2 separate regions of the Ovis aries genome follow, and region 1 is linked to region 2. A link is a contact called in public Hi-C data. All regions are on one chromosome and are shown on one strand. Each heading gives the region's core, a stretch centred on a gene start, on an enhancer-like site or on the middle of the called end of the contact. The rest is flanking DNA. Distances are from core to core; before and after follow the strand shown.

Region 1 (3,760 bases), core at 226-2,725, 200 kb before region 2:
GAGTCTCACATCTGCACAGCTCAGCACCTGCAGTGCGGGAGACCTGGGTTTGATCCCTGGGTTGGAAAGATCCCCTGGTGAAGGGAAAGCCTACCCACTCCAGTATTCTGGCCTGGAAAATTCCATGGACTGTATAGTCAATGGGGTCTCAAAAAGTCGGACATGACTGAGTGACTTTCACTTTCACATCTGGGAAACAACTCAAGAAACTTGGATCAGATACTGTTATCTACTTCAGAGAGGAGTTAGAGTGGAGGGTATGGGGGCCTGTCTAAGGAAGGGCCCCTGGGGTCCTGCTCGGTTACAATCCCCCGCTTTCCTTTCATACTTCTTAACCTTGAGGAGAAAAAGGTTTGAACAAGAGAAGGAATAAAGATTCAGATAAGGAGGTTAATCAGAAACTTGACAGGGATACCCACAGGGTCCTACTTGGTTACGAGATGAGCAGACGCCTGATGACACGTAATGATGATGATGGAACCCTTGAAACGCAGGTGCGTGGTCCGTCTACACCGTCATTCAACAGACAGGTGGGACACAGGCGCTGCAGACAACCCCGAGCCTCTGCGGTGCGTCTCCCACGCACCCCACGTGTTGGCTCTGGGCAGCAGAAATGGCCCTGGGCTGGGACTCAGAGCGGCTATGGGTTCCCGGATTTCCAGGACCGGCACTCACATTCTTCCAGGGGTTCTCCTTCCTTGCCCCTCAGCAAGGCTTGCTGAGCTATAAATAATGGAAAGAGCATGTATGGGAAGTATTTTATGCCTTGTACTGTAAAATGGTACAACTTTGAGGTTTGAGTTTTTTTAAGGTTGAATGATTTAAAAAAAAAAAAAAAAGGTCAGGCATGAGAGAGAGAGAATGGTGTAGGAAATGGCAGCCCACTCCAGTATTCTCACCTGGAAAATCCCACGGACAGAGGAGCCTGGTGGGCTACAGTCTGTGGGCTCGCAAAGAGTTGGACACAACTGAGCAACAAAGAAATAAGTCCTGAATATCCATTGGAAGGACTGATGCTGATGCTGAAGCTCCAGCATTTTGGCCACCTGATGCGAAGAACCGACTCATTTGAAAAGACTCTGATGCTGGGAAAGATTGAAGGCTGGAGGAGAAGGGGACGACAGAGGATGAGATGGTCGGATGGCATCACCGACTCGATGGACACGAGTTTGAACAAGCTCCGGGAGTTGGTGATGGACAGGGAGGCCTGGCGTGCTCCAGTCCCTGGGATTGAAGAGTCAGACACAACTGAGCAACTGAGCACAGAGAGGGAAAAAATGAAAGACAGCGTTGAAAAGCAAATGTGGCACACCTGAGCACGTACACACACACACACACACACACATCCCTCACATACACATTCACTACACACACTGCACTACCCATGCCCACTCACCGCCGCCTGTAGGCACACACACCAGAGACTGTTTCATCTCCTCCTGGCAATTCCGTGGGTTTCCAATTGGAAGAGGGAAAATAGCTGCAGAGCTCCTCTCAGTCACCAGGTGGCGCCAAAGCCTTAAGGGAAATCACACTTTGCAAGAACTGGTAGCCAAAGTGAAGTGACCTGGGGAAAAACCAAGGGTTCACCCCTTTCAGCTGACAACAAGGGCAGGAGAATCAAGACCCGGAAGCAGCATTTCTGGGTGAAGTGCAGACCTGAAAGACTGAGAGCCGGGTCCTGCCTACAATGTAATGAACCCTTTATTCACTGATGGGCTAAGGACGGAAGCGTGGGGGGTGTATATATTGTCATCCGCAGGACAGGAGACAATGGATCACCTGCTCTGTCTGGTCCCCTCTTATCAAAGGAAGCAGCTTCCAAACATGCATGAAGTGTCAGCATGTTGGAGGTGTTTTTTAAAAATATTTATTTGTTTGGCTGTATTGGGTCTTAGTTGGGACACTCAGAACCTGTCGTTGCAGAGCGTGGACCCTCTCGTTTCGGCGTGTGGGCTTAGCTGCTCTGGCGTGTGGGATCTTGGGCCCCCACCAGGGACTGAACCCATGTCCCCCGCATTGCGAGGCAGATTCTTAACCACTGGACGGTCAGACAAGTCCCGTGTCAGCACATTCGAATTGATGGCTGTTGTTTTCTTTTCCAAGTTCACGTTGAATTTCTTTCTGCAGAAATTAAGTGTACATCTCTCATCTGGTGAGCCCTGTCCTGTGAGGAGTCCAAGGCCAAGCAGAATGGCTTTGAAGTCCAATAGGCCTGGTCTTAAGAGTGAGTGTCGGCTGGGACTAGCTGCAGGGGTTGATGGGGGGTCAGCCTGGCTCACGCTGCACAGTCGCTTTGTTAGACACTAGTCTCCGCGCTGCTGGGCAGTCAGTCTGTAGATGTGGTTAACCTCTACCACCAGTTCGCTGACTCATGTCAAATAGATGACCCACAATGTGGGTGGGCCTCATCTAATCACCTGAAGGCCTTGTGATCAGCCCTGTCATAAGGCTCATGAAGCAAAGACTGAGATTTTCCAGATAAGAAGGAATTCAGCCTTGTGATTATAACTTGGAAACTCCTCCTGCATTTCCAGCTTGCCCCACAGATTTTGAACTAACCAGCTCCCACAATCCCATGAGCCAATTCCTTAAAGTAATTCTTCCATATTTTATACATATATATGTACATGTGTACATATATATATGTATATCAGTTCAGTTCAGTTCAGTTGCTCAGTCATGTCCAACTCTTTGCGACCCCATGAACCGCGGCACGCCAGGCCTCCCTGTCCATCACCAACTCCAGGAGTCCACCCAAACCCATGTCCATTGAGTCAATGATGCCATCCAACCATCTCATCCTCTGTCGTCCCCTTCTCCTGCCCTCAATCTTTCCCAGCATCAGGGTCTTTTTCAAATGAGTCAGCTCTTTGCATCAGATGGCCAAAGTACCGGAGTTTCAGCTTCAACATCAGTCCTTCCAGTGAACACCCAGGACTGATCTCCTTTAGTATGGACTGGTTGGGTCTCCTTGCAGTCATGTATATATACATATATATGTGTGTATATATATATCTCTCTCCTATTGTTCTGTGTGTTTAGAGAATGAACCCTCACTGACACATGAGCTGTAGTCATCAGTAAGTGAATTATATGACCTCTCCAAGACATGCTTTCCTCATCGTAACATGATGTTGTAAAACCAAAAGGATTTAATGAATAACGCTTGCTCTGTGCCTAGCGTGGAGCCTGACCAATCACGGTGTACCCTAAGCACGGTATTCTTCCCTCATCCATCCTCATCCTGGCACACACACACCCCCATAAGTTTACATCAGGCTGCAGAGATGAGACGCACACCTCCAAGACAATCTGTGCTAGAGCACACGCACACGCACACACGCACACACGCAATTCCTTGTCTCTGTGCTGGCTGCAATGTATACAGATGTCCTGTCTCAAAGGGTCGTCCACAGGCCAGCTACTAGGGCATCACTCAGGAACATGGCAAGACCTACTGATCCAGGGACTTTCCTGATAGTCCAATGACTGGGCTCTGAGCTCCCAACACAGGGGGGCCAGATTCTGTCCTGTTTTTAAAAATAAATGAATAAATAAATTGTAAAAAACCCTGGTGATCCAGAAACTGGGAGGAGACTGCTGGCTTTGGCGGCGGGAGCTGAGCGAGGGGGGTGGTCTACAGCAACCAGTGTCTGAACAGCCCCGCAGGCACCCCCTCGGGCTGAGAGCCGCTGCTGTGCTGACTTGCCAGCGCTCCAGGGCAGGGACTGCTTTTGTCCGTTGTCTGTGTATTCTC
Region 2 (4,076 bases), core at 887-3,386:
TCTGGTCCCAGCCCACGTTGCTATGTCCTTCCGGTCGAGGGGCGAGACGGCTCTCTGGGGGTCTCTTTCATAATCGCATTCATGGGGACTCCAATCTCATGACCTGTAACACCCTGCAAGGCCCCTCCTTCTCATACCTTCATCTTTGGGGCTAAGACTTCAGCGTAGGAATTCAGGGAGGCAGGCGCAGACTTCCAGTCCACCGCACCCTTGTTACCAGGCTTCACTGGGATGAGAAAAATCACCCAAGTTCTGGCAGGAAGTGGAACCGGAGGCACTGGCAAGTTAGGCACCATCCTGCGGGGCATCCGCAGGTCACCGTCACTTCCGAGGAAGTCCTCCGCCCAGCGGCTGCTGTGGCTCCCTCTCCTCCTCTTGTTTTCGGTTTGCTGGTGCTGGGTCTTGCTTGCTGCGCTGCTGCACACGCCTCTTGCTGCCGCAAGCCGGAAAGCTGCTCTTCATTGTGATGCGTGGGCTTCTCACCGTGGTGGCTTCTCCTGTGAGGCAGCGGCCTTAGGGCGCACAGGCTTCAGGAGCAGCTGCACACGGGCTTGGTTGCTCCATGGCCTGTGGCATCTTCCCAGGCTGGGGGTCAAATCCATGTCCCCTGCGTTGGCAGGGAGGCCCCTATTCGCTGTGCCACCGGGGAAGCCCTCCTTTACCTCTGGAGGGTGGAACACTCCACACACGGTCTAGTCTGTTTACAATTGCTTGATCATGTGCTTTTCTTGAGACCCTCCTGACTTCCCCCCAACCTCCAGGAGACCCAGGAGGGAAGTTGAGGAGGGGCAGGAGTTTGGGGGTGGGAGGGCGGGAGCTGCCATGCAGAGCCCCTGAACCACCCATGAAGGGCCAGAGGCTCTCCTTCCAAAGTGGCCCATCTGAGGATTCATTCTAATCATGACCTTGGGAGGTCGGAACATGGCATCGTCCAGTACATCTTGGTTGGGGAAGAAGATAAGTATGGCCGACTAGACATCTCTTTCTCAAGTGGATAAAAGTTTAGCACTTAATTTTGGTTTAGCATCAAAATTCAGCACTTAAGGTAGAGGGTTCAGGTGCACAGAAGCTTGTTTCTCCAGAAAACTCGACTGCCTGGGGAACTGGGCCATGATGGGTGAGCCGGCCGTCTGGACCACTGATGCGCTTTGCTGGGCGAGCGCCCTGTCGGCCCCGGGATGGTGTTAGGGTATTTGGGTCGAGCTGGGGAGACTCCCGTGCCCTTGCCTGGGCTGGGGAGGGTGGGACCCAGCGGGCCTGGGTTGGGGTGGCCGGGTGGCAGGCGGTCAGCGGCCCTGTGCCCGCAGGACGCCTTCCAGGAGGAGTACTCCCGCACGGGCACCTTCCCCGAGACGCCCATGGTGCCCCCGCGGCGGCCCTGGACGCTTGTCAACTGGCTCTTCTGGGCCTCGATGCTCCTCTACCCCTTCTTTCGCTTCGTCGTCAACATGGTCAGCAGTGGCTCCTCCCTGACGCTCGCCAGCTTTGTTCTTGTCTTCTTCGTGGGTGAGTCCGGGCTGCCGGGGGCTGGGGCTGGGGCCGGGTGGGAGCCTCTGGGCGCGGGGGAGGACGAGGCCCTGGAAGAGGGGAGCACCCCGATTGGAGTCCTGAATCCCGGGGCTGGGGGACTGCCTCGCCCCCTCCCAGTGTGTGCATGGGGCCCTGTGCGCACAGGGAGCCAGCCCCTCCAGGGATGAGCTCCCGGCCTCTGCAGAGGGCTCTTGTCACAATCGCTTCCTCCTCACCTGCAAGAAAACCATTTCCTGGGTCCCAGCAGGAAGCGACAGAGGCTCTTTGCCATTCAGAGCAGGTCTTGACCTTTTTTGGGGAGGTCAGCGTGGGCGCTTCTCCTTGGCTGGCTCCCGCGTGGAGATGGTGGTCAGCTCAGCCCTTTGGCTCATTGCTATGGGCTTGGATCCGGGCGTCGTTTCAAAGGACCGCCGTTTCTCCACGGCCCATGCTTCCCTGGATACTGCTGCTTTTTTATGGCGGGGGCGGCCAGTTCCCGCTACACAGGCCGGGTCTGGCCTGGCTGCTGTGTGTCCAGGGGGTGCTGTGGTCTCCAGACCCTGCTGGAGAGGATGGATCCCGCCTTGCCCAGCAGCAGCAGGAAGGCAGCGCCCTCTGGAGGAAGCTGGGGCTCCCTGCAGGTGACGGCTGGAGACACAGGGTGCCTCCAGCTTTGGAGGAACCGACTACTCTCTCCCCAGGACCTCATCACCTCTGAGCCCGTGCCTTTCCTCCCTCTTCCCTGAATCACTGAGTCTTGGTCCTCTCACAAAGCCTTTTCACCGCTGGAGTCAGGTTCGCTCCACAACGCCATCAACTCCACAGCACAAAGTTCTAATACTGGGGCGGAGGGCTGATGTTCAGAGCTGGCCCCAGGCTGAAGGCAGCCCATAATAATGGCTCCGTGAGCCTCATGGGCTGGGTGGACCCCTGTCCCCGTCGGGTCCCTGGTCTGAAAGTTCACAGGATGCTGAGGCTCTGGAAACTCATGCATCACGACTTGGGAGGTTTCAGCCACTCCCCCTCTATTAACTTTTTCACACATACTGCAATGGACTGCGGTCAGGCTGTGATGGGTGCCGGGCTCATCAAGGGGATTGAGGTAGACGTGGTCCCCGCACCCAAGGAGCTCACCACGTCTGTCCTCTCTGGAGGGAGCGCGTAAACCGCAGCTCCTGCCTCCATATCCTGTTTTCTAGCCTCTTGGTGGTTAAACTGGGCTCTTGCGTGCATCCTACACTTCTTATCTCTTTGGGCCAAATCCCGCTGTCGGAGAAAAGGCAGGCAGGGACGCGGCTTGCCCGCTGCTCTGAAACTCGCACCAGAAGCCGTGCTGAGACATGCTGGAAACTAAGATAGCTGTTTGAGCCCCTGCATTGTCCAAGAATGCGCTTCCTTGCGCTTTACTTAAGGGTGACTGTAAGTTGCTGCACTGCATCCACCGAAGAACCGTTTGTCCTGGGGATGGGCACCGGAAGATGCAGCTCTCCACATCCTGCTCACCTCCACTGTCCAAGGATCAAAACTCACCACACACAACAGCCTGGCTCTGTTCTAACGTCTCTCAGTCCAGTTAGAACCCCGGCCCCATGCTCAAGGGTAACTGTGAGGCAGGGATGGTGAAAAGCACCCCAGATCACCCAGCTCTCAGCTGATGCCTGAGATTCACAGAGCTCCCCGCTTTATTCCGTCAGGCAGGGCCCACCGGAGTCCCCACAGGCCTCTGACTTGCCCTTCCTATTTCCGCAGCTTCCATGGGGGTCCGATGGATGATCGGCGTCACAGAAATTGACAAGGGCTCTGCCTACGGCAACATGGACAGCAAGCAGAAACACAGCGACTGACCCGGGATGTGTCACCACCCGAAGGGGACCTTGGGGGGGACTGGTGGATGCCGCCGTCACCCTGGGCGGGACCCAGTGACAAAGCTGGGGGAGCCCCTGCCGGGAAGGCAGGGACTGCGGTCTCAGCATCAGGGGGGAGGAGGATGTACTCAAATCTTTCCCCCAGCACGCTTTAGCGGGCTTCGGGTCTCGTTCTTTCCGTGTGTGAGTCTGTGTGAGTGCGTGTACGTGTGTGTTAAGAACGTATGTGAGAATGAGGTGTGCTGAGTGGGATCATTGCGAGGGTATCTGAGGTGCGGGGGGAGGGCAGAAATGGGGACCTCGGAGGGTGGGGGGTTCCCTGCCATCCTTTGGTGCTGAGTTTTCTGTTAACCCTGGCTCGCTACAGAGTGAAAGACACTTTGGTAAGATGACTAAATTATGCCTCAAAACACAACAAAACAAAACAAAAATTACACTGTTTGGCTTCTCTCTGGTGTGTGCACACAGCGCCGCCTTCCTTCCCTTCAGACCCCCTTCCTAAACTTCGGAGTGCCGGACCACAGAGCGCTCCCGAGCAGGGAGCTGGGGGCTGGGGGTGCGGAAGGCAGGCCAGGTGGCTGGAGGAGGTGGGTTCCTGGTGGCGGGAGACTGTGAGACTCTGTGTGGAGACGGCGGGTGCCAGGAGGCTAGCCGGGCACGCGTGCGGGACCCAGGGACGCCCTGGAGGCAGCCCTGGTTCCC

Evidence for each region. Hi-C and Micro-C count contacts between places; a contact is called where the count stands out from the background.
Region 1: a contact with region 2 is called in a Hi-C map of hypothalamus, with 5 times the contacts expected there. The contact joins two enhancer-like sites. A contact is called at or near these places in 7 of 16 Hi-C or Micro-C datasets (blood, hypothalamus, liver and 3 more).

Annotation. Positions count from the first base shown.
Region 1 is chr8:84,726,201-84,729,960 of ARS-UI_Ramb_v3.0, reverse strand. All of the region lies in intron 9 of PRKN (parkin RBR E3 ubiquitin protein ligase), which reads left to right. Among named protein-coding and RNA genes, the nearest start is that of AGPAT4, 62 kb to the right of the region's middle. Within about 2 kb of position 1,475, at least 4 of the 54 cell types and tissues checked have an H3K27ac peak or open chromatin away from gene starts, as enhancers often do. A contact at or near this core is called in hypothalamus, where this site is marked.
Region 2 is chr8:84,531,136-84,535,211 of ARS-UI_Ramb_v3.0, reverse strand. It overlaps AGPAT4 (1-acylglycerol-3-phosphate O-acyltransferase 4), which reads left to right. Exons shown (of 9, transcript XM_027972638.3): 8 at 1,308-1,506; 9 at 3,259-3,810. The coding sequence ends at 3,353. Among named protein-coding and RNA genes, the nearest start is that of TRNAG-GCC, 51 kb to the left of the region's middle. Within about 2 kb of position 2,136, at least 3 of the 54 cell types and tissues checked have an H3K27ac peak or open chromatin away from gene starts, as enhancers often do. A contact at or near this core is called in hypothalamus, where this site is marked.